Regions from separate parts of the Gossypium hirsutum genome. Here region 1 is linked to region 2. A link is a contact called in public Hi-C data. All regions are on one chromosome and are shown on one strand. The core of a region is the stretch at or near the end of the contact, and the rest is flanking DNA. Distances in the headings are between cores, read along the strand shown.

Region 1 (6,882 bases), core at 3,386-5,885, 36 kb after region 2:
GAATTTGAGACAGCGTAGGTGGCTTGAATTGATAAAAGACTATGATTTGGTTATTGATTACCATCCGAGTAAGGCTAATGTTGTAGCTGATGCTCTGAGTCGAAAATCTCTGTTTGTTTTGCGAGCTATGAATGCCCAATTGTCTTTGGTTGATGACGGTTCAGTCGTAGCTGAGTTGAGAGTTAAACTGACATTTCTACAACAAATATATGAAACTCAGAAAAATGATGAGAAGCTACAGGCTAAACGGGTACAATGTGAGTCAAGTAATGATTCAAAATTTCAGATTAGGATTAATGGTTGTTTATTATTCAGAGGTAGAGTATGTGTACCGAAGAATTCAGAGCTTGTATAGAAGATTTTACACGAGGCACACAGTGGCATTATGTTTGTACATCCGGGAGGTAATAAAATGTATAATGATTTGAAGAAGATATACTGGTGGCCAGGTATGAAACGCGATATTTCTGAGTTTGTATCAAGATGTCTGATATGTCAACAGGTCAAAGCTGAACATCAGGTACCTTCGGGGTTACTTCAGCCAATCACTATACCAGAATGGAAGTGGGAAAGAATTACTATGGATTTTGTGTCCGGATTACCATTGTCACCGAAGAAGAAAGATACCATTTGGGTGATTGTTGATCGATTAACAAAATCAGCACATTTTATCCCGGTACGTATGGATTATTCTCTAGATAAATTGGCTGAACTGTATATATCTGAGATTGTCAAGCTACATGGAGTGCCAATCTCTATTATATCATATAGATATCCCCGATTTACATCTCGTTTCTGGGACAAATTGCAAGAAGCCTTGGGTACTCAGTTGTATTTCAGCATTGCATTTCATCCTCAGATAGATGGCCAATCTGAGTGTGTAATTCAAATATTGGAAGATATGATCCGATGTTGTATATTAGAGTTTGAACGTAATTGGGAGAGGTATCTACCTTTGATTGAATTTGCTTACAATAACAGTTATCAGTTCAGTATTAAAATGGCTCCGTATGAAGCTTTGTATGGTAGAAATTGTAGAACACCGTTATATTAGACAGAGCTCAATGAAAAGAAGATACATGGGGTTGATTTGGTTCAGGAAACAGAAGAAAAAGTCAAGGTGATTCGAGATAGTCTAAAAGCAGCTTCCGATCGTCAGGAGTCATATGCTGATCTTAAACGAAAAGAGATTGAATTTCAAGTGGGTGATAAGGTATTCTTAGAAGTGTCTCCTTGGAAGAAAGTTCTCCAATTCAGTCGAAAGGGTAAATTGAGTCCAAGATTTATATGAAATCATAGAAAGAATTGGACCGGTCGCTTATCGATTGGCATTACCACCGGAACTCGATAAAATTCATAATGTTTTTCATGTATCTATGCTACGACGGTATCGATCAGATCCTTCACATGTTATTTCTCCGACAGAAGTGAAAATTTAGCCGGATATGACTTACAATGAAGAACCGGTCAAGATATTGGCACGGGAAACAAATGAGCTTAGAAATAAAAAGATAAATTTGGTGAAAGTATTATGGCAAAAGCACGGGATAGAGGAAGCGACATGGGAACCGGAGGAGGCAATGAGGAAACAATACCCGAACCTCTTTACTGGTAAGATTTTCGAGGACGAAAATCCTTAAGGGGGAGAGTTGTAATGGCCCAAATTCAAGGCTATCGAAATAGTGGTTTCGTAACCACAAATCTGATTTAAAGAGAAATTTATTTTAATATTTTTGCATGAATATTGGTATGATAGGAAAATCGTATGAAAATATTGATAGAAAAATTTTACCGATTTAGTGGTTAGTTAGAAAAAGAAAGTATTGAAGAAATTGGGTAAAAATAAGGTATCGAGACCTCGATCTCGTAAAATCAAGTCAAAAATATTTTTATAAATATTTATGAAGTGTTAGTAAAATGGTATTAAAATTTCGTTAGAAAATTTTAATGTTTGGGTAGTCAATTAAGTAAAAAGGACTAAATTGAAAAAGGTGTAAAAGTTACTAGAAGATTAAATAGCTCAATTGTTAAATGAGGAGGGACATAAATTGCAAATAACCCTAAAATGAGATATTTTGGGCGGCAATAGCTGAGAAAAATCAGGAGAATTGAAGAATTAAGGGTAAAATTGGAATATTGCAAAAATTTGCTTTAAAAGTTAGGACTAAAGTGGAATATCTAGAATTCTCTTCATATTTTCTGCACTCTCATCAGCCAAAAATGTCCTAAGGGTTTCTTCAAGCTGGTTTTTCATAATTTTTGCACCAAATCCAGAAAGTTCAAATACGAAGCTAGATCGAGGAAAAGAAAAAGTTCGGGATTAGTAGATTTTTTGTTTACGAACAAGTATCGAGGTAAGTTCGTGTAACTTGAATTATATTCCTAAATGCTCGAAATGTTTGTTATTGATGTGAATATGATTTGGATGTTTATTGTATGATAATTGATGAAGTATTGATATTCTTGATGAAAAGAGGAAATAAATCTCGGTTGAATGAAAGGAAAATTCAATGGATCTCTGAAAAGGAATTGACAGTAAAAAGGATCTAGCCCGGACGGGTGATCCTATTCTGATATAGCCCTCCCGAAGAATATGTGGAAAATGGATTTAGCCCGGACGGGTAATCCGAATTAAGGTCTGAATTTAGCCTGGACTGGTAATTCAGATCCAAGCTCATTAGAGTAATTGTCGTTGCAGGGGATTTAGCCTGGACTGGTAATCCCGACAATACTCTAGGAGTTTATATTACAGGGGATTTAGCCTGGACTGGTAATCCCGCTGTAAGGATGAGGTTCGCGGGAGTGTGCTCTCTGAAATGGAAATGTGCGCACATGAATATGAATTGACGGGCCCGGAATTTGTACTCTTAGGTGTACCCCTGAAAATCCATCGAAATTCCAAGTAGTTCAACGGGATAAATATGGAAAAATAACATGGAAATGGAAATCATGGAATTGATGAGCTCATCAATCATGATATATATTATTGACATGTGGAAATTATTGGACTAATTTGAATGTTGGGTTTGTGCATGATAGGGGAATAATGTATTGAATGGATGTATGAATGTTTATTGCATTCTATAAAAAAAATATTAGGTAAGTATAATTCTTGTTACATGAGCTTACTAAGCACAAAGTGCTTACCCTGTTTCTTTTTCCCCTGTTTGTAGAGTTAAGAGCTCGGAGGTCGGATTTGGTCAGAAACACATCACACTATCAACCTCAAGATCTCGGTACATAAAGAAACTTTATTTTGGAAATCAATGGCATGTATAAGCTAGTAAAGTAGATGTTAATGTGGAATGAATGTATGGTTAGCCATTAATATGGCTAACAAATTTTTATTTTGGTATGTGATAAGATTATCTTAAGAATACGGTAAATCTATCTTGAAAATATTTTGAAATGGATTGGTTGGGTTGGATTGGTCTCGGTTTTAAAATTTTAGGGAAGAGTAGATATTTATAAACGGGTTATATTGAGAAAAAAAATTTATTCAGTAAAATCTGATAATACCTCGTATCCTATTCCGGCGACGGATACGGGTAGGGGGTGTTACAAAATCTAATAGGAAGTGTTTGAATTGTGTAACTAAACTTTGAGTCCATATCTCATTTTATAATTATTAGTAAGTTACTTCATTTGTAACTAAGTGAAAATTTGAATGGCAACTTTAACGATTTCACAACTTATATATAAAATTACATAGTTCGTTACACTTATCTCATTTGTTGACACCTTGCTTTTTCTTTTCTTTTCTTTTCTTTTCTTTTTTGTCATTTTTTTACATTATCGTCCAATAACATTAACATGTGAAAATTCTAAAAAGTAAACTATTTTATCATATGAGATTTAAAAACTTTCAATAGGAAAGTCTTATCTTGTTAAGAGTTGTAGAAATCCTTAATAAGAAAAGTTGTTTGAATGGGGAAAGTTCATGTAAAATGTATAAGACTAAAATTGCAATAGTTACTGAAAATTTAATATTAAATTCTTTGTTAAGTAAGACCTCACAAATGTATTTTAAGTCTAAACTATATAAATATTTATTTGCTTTTGTTTTTGTTTTTATTTTGTTGCTATCCTTTATGACAACTTAGCAACCACCCATTTAAAAAAAGTTGGAAATTTAATTGTTCACTTGTCAAAAAGCTATATAAGATAATTAATGTGTATATATATAATCGAAGACTTTAATGCGTTATTATCCTTAAATGATAAAATACGTGGTAGACGATATAGGAGAAGGTGTCCCATTTTTGGTGAATTAATGGAGTCTACTGAGTTTGAAGACTTGGGATTCGAAAGACCATCCTTTACTTGGCATAGATAAGGGGTCTCTGAATGTCTTGATAGAAAAATTGGAAATGACGCGATGGTTAATACTTTTCCTAATTGCACAGTTACCCATCTACTGAGATTAAAACTATCACACGCATCTACTTCTCTTTTTAAAACCAGAGGGTAACTTGCCCAAAGGTAGACCCTTTTGATTCTTGGAAGGTTAGGTTCACCATCCGAGGTTTGCTGATTTTGTTAAAGATAATTGGAAAATTTATGGGAATATGGCTGACTCTATTGCTTATTTTACCTCAAGTATAAAATCTTGGAATAAGTTTGTCTATGGTCAAATTGGCGTTCGTAAAAAAAATCTTTTGAGAAAGCTTTCATGTATTCAAAAGGAGATGGAAAGCACAAGTTCTGACAGTTTAGTTCAATTAGAAATGAAAGTACGAGATGAGCTGGAATGAGTTCTTCATTATGAGGAATTATTGTTAAAATAGAAAGCTACGTGTAATTGGTTGAGTTTGGGGAACTGTAATACCACCTTTTTTCACTGGAGCACTTTAAAGAGAAGGAAGCATAATCAGATCTCGACCCTTAAAATTGAGGGAGGGTGAGTGGCTCTATGAAGAAATAGTTTTACAATAGGAGGTGAACAAATTCTTTCAAAAATTATATGAGGAACATCCTAATAGAATGAGAGATTTGCCATCTAATAATTTTCCAAGACTTGATTCTAGTGATATTCTTTTTTTGGGCAAGGCAGTTTCAAATGATGAAATCAAGATAGTTTTATTTGATACGTCTCCGCTAAAGACGCCTAAGATTGACGTGTTTCGTGCTTTTTGGTTTCAGACCTAGTGGAATTTGGTTGGGGATGTTGTGTGTGAATGAATTGAAAATGTTTTTGATAGACAAGCTATTGACCCGTATTTGGATAATACTTTAATTGTCCTTATTCCAAATGGCATTAGCCCTGTGAGTTTTGCCCATTTCAGGCCAATCAATTTATGTACGGTTCTTTACAAATTAGTTATGAAGCTGATAGCAAATCGCTTCAGAGTTGTATTTCTAAAGATCATTGCTCCGGAGTAAGCGGGGTTTATAGAAGGAAGGAACATCACAGGTAATGTCATTTTTGCACAAGAAGTGATCTACTCCATGAGATGTAAGCAAAAGCATAGGAAGTGGATGGCAATTAAAATTGATCTTGAGAAGGCTTACGATAGAGTCAGTTGGGAGTTTATTGATACCTCGTTGAAAGCTGCGGGTATACCTGATTTCTTTCGAAATGGTATTATGTCTGCCATTACGGGTTCTTCTATGCAAGTCTTGTGGAATGGGATCTGACCGGCATCTCGTATATGCGATAAAACAATGAATTTATAAAATAATTTTTAAAACCTAATTTTACTGCAAGTGTACATGTCAGTTATAATATTTATAGTGTTACAATAGAACATCAGAGTTATCCAAGGATTGAACCCAAAGGAGATGACGATTGAGCAATAGCTAACATCACTCAATACTGTCAGAGGAATCACGATACCCATCCCTTGGGTGTCATTCTCGCTCGTTTTCCACCTCCGACAGGTCCTTACATCACTCAATCACACGTTAGGCCTCCCAATGGCACTATTGGCCAATTTGGGTCACAATATGGGCAAAAATGAGACATTTTCACTTATTAACTCAAAATCTAAAAATAACAAAAAACTATGCTAAAGACGCTATTTTGCTCAAGAAAAAGCTCCTTAAATGCGTCGGAAGAGCTTAATTTGCCACATCAATTTGTGGTCGATCAATTCCCTTACACTTAATTCTTTGCTTGTCTTCAAGCAAACACACATAACATGCAAAAGAAAAGACGACCCTTGGACTAAATCGCACATAACATGCAAAAGAAAAGACGGCCCTTGGACTAAATTAGGCAATTAGGTTACATAGCAGTAAAACATCAAACTTGTATAAGAATTACCTCAATGCAACTTAAGAATGATAGCTAGCTACTTTATTTACTCCTAATGCAAACATTATTAGTTCCATAACTTTTTGGTGAGTTTTCGAGATCCTTTCGACGACCTGTGTTATGTTCAAAGGATATCTATATGATCCGATCAATTGCGTAAAGCCCTCGATAGCAACGGAATCGGGGAAAGTATACAGAAAAGACAGTTCTTTTCTAATAGGAGTGAGACTGGAACTTGGTAAGTAAGTTGAACTTAAATCACTTCTTGCACTTGTTGATTTATAGTAGATTACTCTTTAGACAAAATCTAATAGGAAGTTTTTGAATTGTGTAACTAAACTTTGAGTCCATCTCTCCTGTTATAATTTTTAGTAAGTTACTTCATTTGTAACTAAGTGAATATTTGAATGGCAACTTTAACAATTTCACAACTTATATATAGAATTACATTGTTCGTTACACTTATCTCATTTGCTGACACCTCACTTTTTCTTTTCTTTTATTTTTTGTCTTCTTTTTTTTTTACATTATCATCTAATAACATTAACATGTGAAAATTCTAAAGAGTAAACTATTTTATCATATGAGATTTAAAAACTTTCAATAGGAAAGCCTTGTCTTGTTAA
Region 2 (7,158 bases), core at 1,946-4,445:
GTGTTTAGGGACTCTTATGCAAATTGGTTATTTGGATATTCAATGGTAGTTGGTAAGGATTCAATCTTTAGAATTGAGGCAAGAGCAGTGTTAGAAGGACTGCGCATAACTTGGGATAAGGGTTTTAGACAAATTGATGTAGAGTGTAACAATGCGCTTCTAGTGAAAAACTATTCTAGTCGGTGGAGCTGCTAGTAGTAGAATGGTAGAACTACGACTTATCCATTTGTTACTAAATCGAAATGGAAAGTCTGTTTTCGTCATATCTCAAGATCTCAAAACGAAGTTGCAAATCAAATGACAAAATGTGTATTTAATGGTGACGTGGGACTAATCTCCTTTGAAGAACCACCAATTTCGGTGCTCGATTTGTTGTTGGTGGATAGAATTAATCTTACGTGAGTTAATTATGTACTTTTTCTTAAAAAAAACTATAATTTTACTTAAAAGTTTAGACAATATTTTGTTATAAAAAAACTAATTTAACAAAAAATGTGATTCATAATTATGATTGTTTTTGTTATAAATAAAAAAATGTTATAAATTATTAAAATAAAACATGAGGCAAATGGTTCAGCAAATGCACCAAAGGCCCAAAATCAAGTCCATAGGAGTTTTAAGGATTAAAGTCTATTGTTGATGAGAGGTCAACTCCATTGAAAAATATTTGTAAGGAATTATTAGCCAAAAGTTAATACATCTCTCAATAGGTCCATGTTGTTTCCATTTAACTCAAGAGGTATTATCTTACCCAAAAATGTCATATGCTATATGGCATGAGTTAATATTTCATTAAATGTAAATACGATATTTCTAAGTGAATGACTATGCGTAATGAAACACTTCCACTCTATGAACATGCGACTTTCACTCTATTAACATGCCAATGACGTCTTTTTAAGCAATTGAAACAATACTAACCAGTTGAGAAATTTTTCAAAAATCTTTGGGGAGTAGTCCTTCCCTCAGTAAGTGTTATACATTTTCAAATTTATACATTCCCTTCTATCTAGCCTTTCGATTTATACATTTTCAATTCCAACTTTTATCATCATTTCATTTGCTTTGATTGGTGTAGTTCTTGATTTTTTCAATTTCCTTATTTTTCAAAAAAAAAATAGTAGGCTAATTAGGCAGGTGGTTGAACTGGTTCAACCATTAGCTCGGTATAAGTCAATATTAATTGAAACGAGTCGAAACACATTAAAATTTTGATCAGAAGGAAACATAAACTACTTGATACCGGTTTAAGATTGAAACAGTATACAATACCGACAACTGGTTGAATTCAAACGCATGTTTTATGACTAATAGGATTGGGCTAATTTAATTACAAGCCGAACCTTGGAGCTGTTTTCATGAATTGGGTTTCAACTTTCAAACCCAAATAGAGAAGAATTAATATGATATTTCTTTATGGATGGAATTAATATTTGATATTTCAAGACAATATAAACACATATTTAAGTTCTATAAAATAAACATTTACAGAAAAAAAATTAAAAGAAAAAGAGGAAAATTGTTTGATACTGAAAATTTTAAATTTTATAAATAGGGTTATACAGCAATAAATAAATAAAAATAAGTATTAAAAAAATAATTATTTGATACGATAATAATGGATATTTTTAGTTTCATGAGTGAAGTTAGTAATAATTATTTGATAAATACTCGAGCTTGAATAGCTAGAGCTATCGATCAAGCAAAACTCGAATTTAGTAATACCTGCTGACTCAAATAACTAATCAATTTTATTGAGCTTTTCATTTTGATTATATATTTTAAATATTTTATATAATTAAATTACATTACTAACTATAAGCTTAATCCTCGAGTCGAGCTCAAGTTTGAATACATGAGTTTAATCAAGTTCAACTATTTAAGTTCGAACTTCAGTACAAAAATTGATAAACGAGCTTAATCGATCCCAAACTCAAGCAACTCATTTATGTCTCAAGCTTAAAAGTAAATATTCAATCGAGCTCTAAATTTCTAGTCAAACTCAAGCTCGAGCTTACCAATATTTGGGGTGTTCAGTTATACCCTAAGTTGAAATAATAAAAATCCAAATCAAATAGATAATGTAATAAATTGAGGAATCCGAGACTGTGAAAGTAAAAGTGAATGGAGGGTGGGTTTGGATGGGTGGTGCATTTACTTGTAGTTAGTGCAAAAATAACAGTGACAGTGAGATTAAATACTGTAGCAATATTGTAACGTGAGACAAAAAATAAGCTAAATGCACTGCACCCGCAACCAATTGTCTATTCAAACCCACCTGGAATATTATTTAATTTATGTCTCAACTTGCAAATAAACAAACATTTTTATGTTTTAAGATAATCCCATTCTTGGAGACAAAGAAATCCAAACTTCACGTCTTTCAAAGAAAAAGGAGTCGTCATCTTAGAATCCACAAATTACAATTACTTTTTTCATGTGTTTGGTTCTCATCATTTTCAAGAGAAACTAAAAGGTTAAATTCTGATATTAGTCCCTATACTTTAATTTGATCAATTTCAATTTATGTACTTTTTGGATTGGTCAATTTAATTTGATCAATTTCAATTTATGTATTTTTTGAATTTGTCAATTTTAGCCCTTATACTTTTTTGAATTTTGAAATTTTAATCTTGACCCAAACAACAATAGTTAAAATTGTTCAGTTAAATTCAATTACTAGACCTATACAGTGTATAGTTATAGATTTAGTCAATATTCTGTAGTTGTGTCATTCCAAGTTCCTATACTTTTCAAAATTTGAGATTTCAGTCTTGGTGCAAAAGACTGTCTTTAACCCATTAATTGGATTTTTAGTGGGTAATATGTGGAAGTAACAAATTGACATGGCATTACACATATGATAATATGTTTTTTGCATCATACTTTGAAAATAGCAATACTTAATTGAATGAATTTAACAATTAATATAGGGACTAAAAATGATCAAATTAAAGTACAATGACTAAATTCATAATTTTTTGTAAAGTATAGGGACTAATAAAAAATTTAACCAAACTAAAACTATGAACAAAAATTTCAGTGTGTTTACGAAGATGTGAGATATCACTGATATAACAATTCTCAATACGTATTGTTAGAAACTTTGATTACCTTGTCCCGTTTCATGTTCGAAAAGCAGTTCAAACAAATTAGTTTAATGCGGTCAAAGATGTTGTGTTGGCATATTTGACCTTTAAATTTATGTGTTTTAACATTGTTATGTAGCAAATGAAGAAGCTATTCATGCATCATCATCATCTACTCATGTAGCTTGAAGAAAGAGATAGAGAGTTTTGAAATGTTTGAGATGCTACGTTGATCCTTATCCTTATTTTATAAGAGTATTTGGTGGATGTGCGGGAAGCTAGATAATGAAAGTTTTTATGAGATAATTACTCGAGATAATTCATGAGATAATTTTAATTTTAAATTAGAGATTTAAACTTATCAAAATACTGTTGGAGAGACTCTTGAAACAACATATAAATAGGCAGCTTAGTCACATCTGTCAACAGATTGTGGAGTGTCTTTTGTAAACAAGTTTTTGGAAAGTGATTTGTAACCATTTGAGTTCGACTTTGGGACAACAATTATACATTGTGAGAGGGTAAATTGAGCTCAAGTATCTAATAAATTCAGCAAAATCATTCTCTGAGCGAAACTCTACAAAGTAAGATTGATGAATCAGAATTGCATTAACAAATATTGTATATTAATTCTCTCCCTAATTTGCTTATTTCTTTACTGTACCTTAAAATTGTTTCGTCCAAATTGTTCTATCCCGACTTGTGTTTCAACATCAATTAGAACAATACATTAGAACAAGTGTAAACGGAAGGTTTTTTCACTTGTATGTAGAAATAGAAAGGTTAAAATAGGTCTTAAGTCCCTGTATTTTTTGTATATTTAAAATTTCGTCTCTCTACTTTTATTTTCAAGAATTTAGTTCTTTTACTTTTCATCTTTCAAAATTCAGATTCAATTGTTAACGACTTTAAAACTCTTATGTTAAATTCGATGGCGTGACATTTTGAAATAAAATAATACTAATTTGGTAACCATATGTAACAAAAAAAGGCGTTGTAATGAACATGAATTTAACAAGAGAATTCGAATAAAGTTAACAATTGGACTTACATTTTTAAATTTGAAAAGTAAAACAATTAAATTTCTTGAAACAAAAGTAGGGAACTAAATTCTAAAAGTGTGAACAACACACGAACTTAGAGCATATTTCAACAAAATAAGAAAACCTATCCCATAAAAAAGTTAACAAAAAAAGACCAATAACGTGCAATAAAAATAGAATAACACTTACGCCCTAATATCATATTAAGCATCGAATTTAATATTGCTAGTTTCAATTTTATCTACTAACTACAACACTAGTTGTAACTTGAGGAATAGCTAGGAGTACGATAAAACTTATCTTGGCTGACATATTTTTACCTAAATTGTTTGTACCTTTAATTGTTGAAGTTCGTTCATAGCCCATAAGTGATGGTTAAACATGCCAGAATCAAACTAAGCAATGATCAAATTGAAGACTTTCAGTATAATTCAGGATTCTTAAAATCGATGTTTAGATCTTTAAGGAGTTTGATCCAAGAAAGATCTAAGTTTTTAGCAGGAAAGTTTAAAGCAAGTTATCTAATTCGAGTATCAGGGTGATATTGCTACTTGATGAGTAAGTAAGATTGTGCTCGTTCAACATGGTGAATTAACTTTTTAGATAAGATCTTGTAGATATAAATTTTTTTTCAAATTATGTAAAAAGACTTTTGATATTTATTTCCATTTTTATTATGAATGGTCACTTCATCCAATTACAATTTTACAAATATATAAAAACTAATATTATAGCCAAAAATCAATGAAATAAGATTCAATTTTTTTCTGAACAATATTATTATAGGTTCTGATCATATAGGCTCTTTTTTACACAATATTTAGAACTACTCATAACCCCTCCCTAACCCATAAATAGAAAGATAATGTATTTCAGCGCACTCGAACTCACGTCCTTCTGCATTGACAATAATACACATACTAATCAAAATAAAATTGAATTGAATAGTAGAAAATGACTCAAGTTTAATAATTCACGTGAATTTTAGATGCTAACATAATAATGAGTTGATTATGTAAGTTATTGTCGGTAGAACTTGGCGAACATACAAGTTTGACCTTTGTTTGAAAAGCAAGTCACAATTAGCTTAATTAGCCAATTGAAAAGACAATGGATTGATTTGTCTAATAATATAATTTTAAAAAAACAAAAAAGGTGATTCATACTCTATCCAATCTTCTATCGTAGGCTATTGAGCATGTTTTGTACTAACTATGAAATTCATGCATCAATCCAAAAAGTTTATGTTCAAAAGTCTTGAGACTTTCATTTTATCTTTTTGAAGAGTGAAGGGTTGAGAGTCCTCTTAATGTCGACCATGAAAATCTCTTTGGAATCAATTTCATCATTCAGTTAAAGAAAATTTTAAATTTGATACAAATATAAAAAATATTAAAATATAATTATATGATTTTAATTTCATTATTACGATACTCAATTTTATTGCCACGAGTCAATTTCACTGCTCAATTAAAGGGAGCCTCAAATATTATACAAATACAAAATATGGTATTATATTGAATAAAGTTTAGAAATGATACTGTGACACTAGACCTGTTTGGGAGGGTTTGCGTAAAACTATAACCTCGAAAAATGAGTTTAGATAAAAAATAAAGTCCATTTAAAAAATAAGTTAAGCCTTGGGTAAGGCTTTTTTGGCCCAAGCCCGACCTGGATATGCAAAAAAAAAAGTGTTGTTATTATTATTATTATTGTTTTCATGATTTTTTTTTGTTTTATTGCTATTTTCTTTCCCTTTTTTTACTATTTTGCTACAATTTCACTATTATATTACTATTATTTTTTAGACTTAGGCCTAACAAACGGGTCTAAAATTTTAGTTAAACCCGGCCCGACCCATGAGCACCTCTATATGACAGACAATATGTATAAATAAAAGTCAAATATGATTCGAATAAGTATCAAAATATATGATATTAATTATTAACTTATGAAAATTTTAAAAAAATTATAATAATGAAAATATATTAATATAATATGAATATAACAACCATTACTATAGTCACGTTTATTATAGAATCGATTTTTTTATGTCTTGTTTTTAACTTCTATAATAACTTTTACTAAATCAGTTCACTATTTCTTGTCTCAAATGTTAGTAAAACAATTGAAATTTTATATAAAATATATTTTATTAAATAAAAATAATATTTAATAAATAGAATTATATTTCTAAATTTTATTAATTTTATTATTTAAATCTCACTAATTAGTACTATTAATAAAATATAATTTAAAATTTTTAAATAATATGATAACCTCTAAAATGTTAACATATTATAGGTAAAATTGTTATAAAGAGGGATGGTATATAATTATGTTAATCCCTCTTGGTCCAATAATAGTACATCAAATTGTCAAATACACATGTTTTGATAGGTTGAAAAGGCAATAACAAGAGGGGTCCAATTGATTGGCTACATATATCAATTGAATTTGTTTTGTTTTTGGTTGATTTGTCAATTGACAACACAAACTACCAATTAATAATAGTTAACATATAACCTTTTATTTTTATGTTTAAAGGAACTCAATTATAATTTTTCACCACAACTGTAGTGTATTAATAATCACAAATAATACCACTGAGATCTTCGCTTAATAACAAATTGAATTTTTGAATATTTTGAGGTTTTAAATTCCAATCCTACAATATAGATATACGTAGGGTGTGCTTCATATTTTCGGTCGAATAGATGACTGTAATAGGTCAATTTAGCCCGGGCTCACAAAAAAAACACAAAATAATAAAACAAAGTCCAAGTCCAGTCCAAAATTATATCATTTGACCCGATCGGAATGACCCATTCATTACTTGAAAAGGTTGAAGGTCCATCTGCAAGCTTGACGCATATGGAAACATAATCTTCAAGGATATGCAATTTTAAAATATATAATTTTGTAATATTAGAGATTTAATTTGTAGATACCCTTTAATCTTAGCCGTTGATGTAATTGATCTATACTGTTGGATTTGGGGAGGCACAACTATAAATAGAGACCTC

What was found. A called contact is a pair of places that touch in the nucleus more often than the background predicts.
Region 1: a contact with region 2 is called in a Hi-C map of seedling, with 2.4 times the contacts expected there. The contact joins two enhancer-like sites. A contact is called at or near these places in 19 of 34 Hi-C or Micro-C datasets (anther, callus, cotyledon and 5 more).

Annotation. Positions count from the first base shown.
Region 1 is chrD04:53,868,121-53,875,002 of Gossypium_hirsutum_v2.1, forward strand. No RefSeq gene overlaps it. Among protein-coding and RNA genes, the nearest start is that of LOC107942987, 10 kb to the left of the region's middle. Within about 2 kb of position 4,636, at least 3 of the 9 cell types and tissues checked have an H3K27ac peak or open chromatin away from gene starts, as enhancers often do. A contact at or near this core is called in cotyledon, where this site is marked.
Region 2 is chrD04:53,834,031-53,841,188 of Gossypium_hirsutum_v2.1, forward strand. No RefSeq gene overlaps it. Among protein-coding and RNA genes, the nearest start is that of LOC107942989, 9.7 kb to the left of the region's middle. Within about 2 kb of position 3,196, at least 1 of the 9 cell types and tissues checked has an H3K27ac peak or open chromatin away from gene starts, as enhancers often do. A contact at or near this core is called in cotyledon, where this site is marked.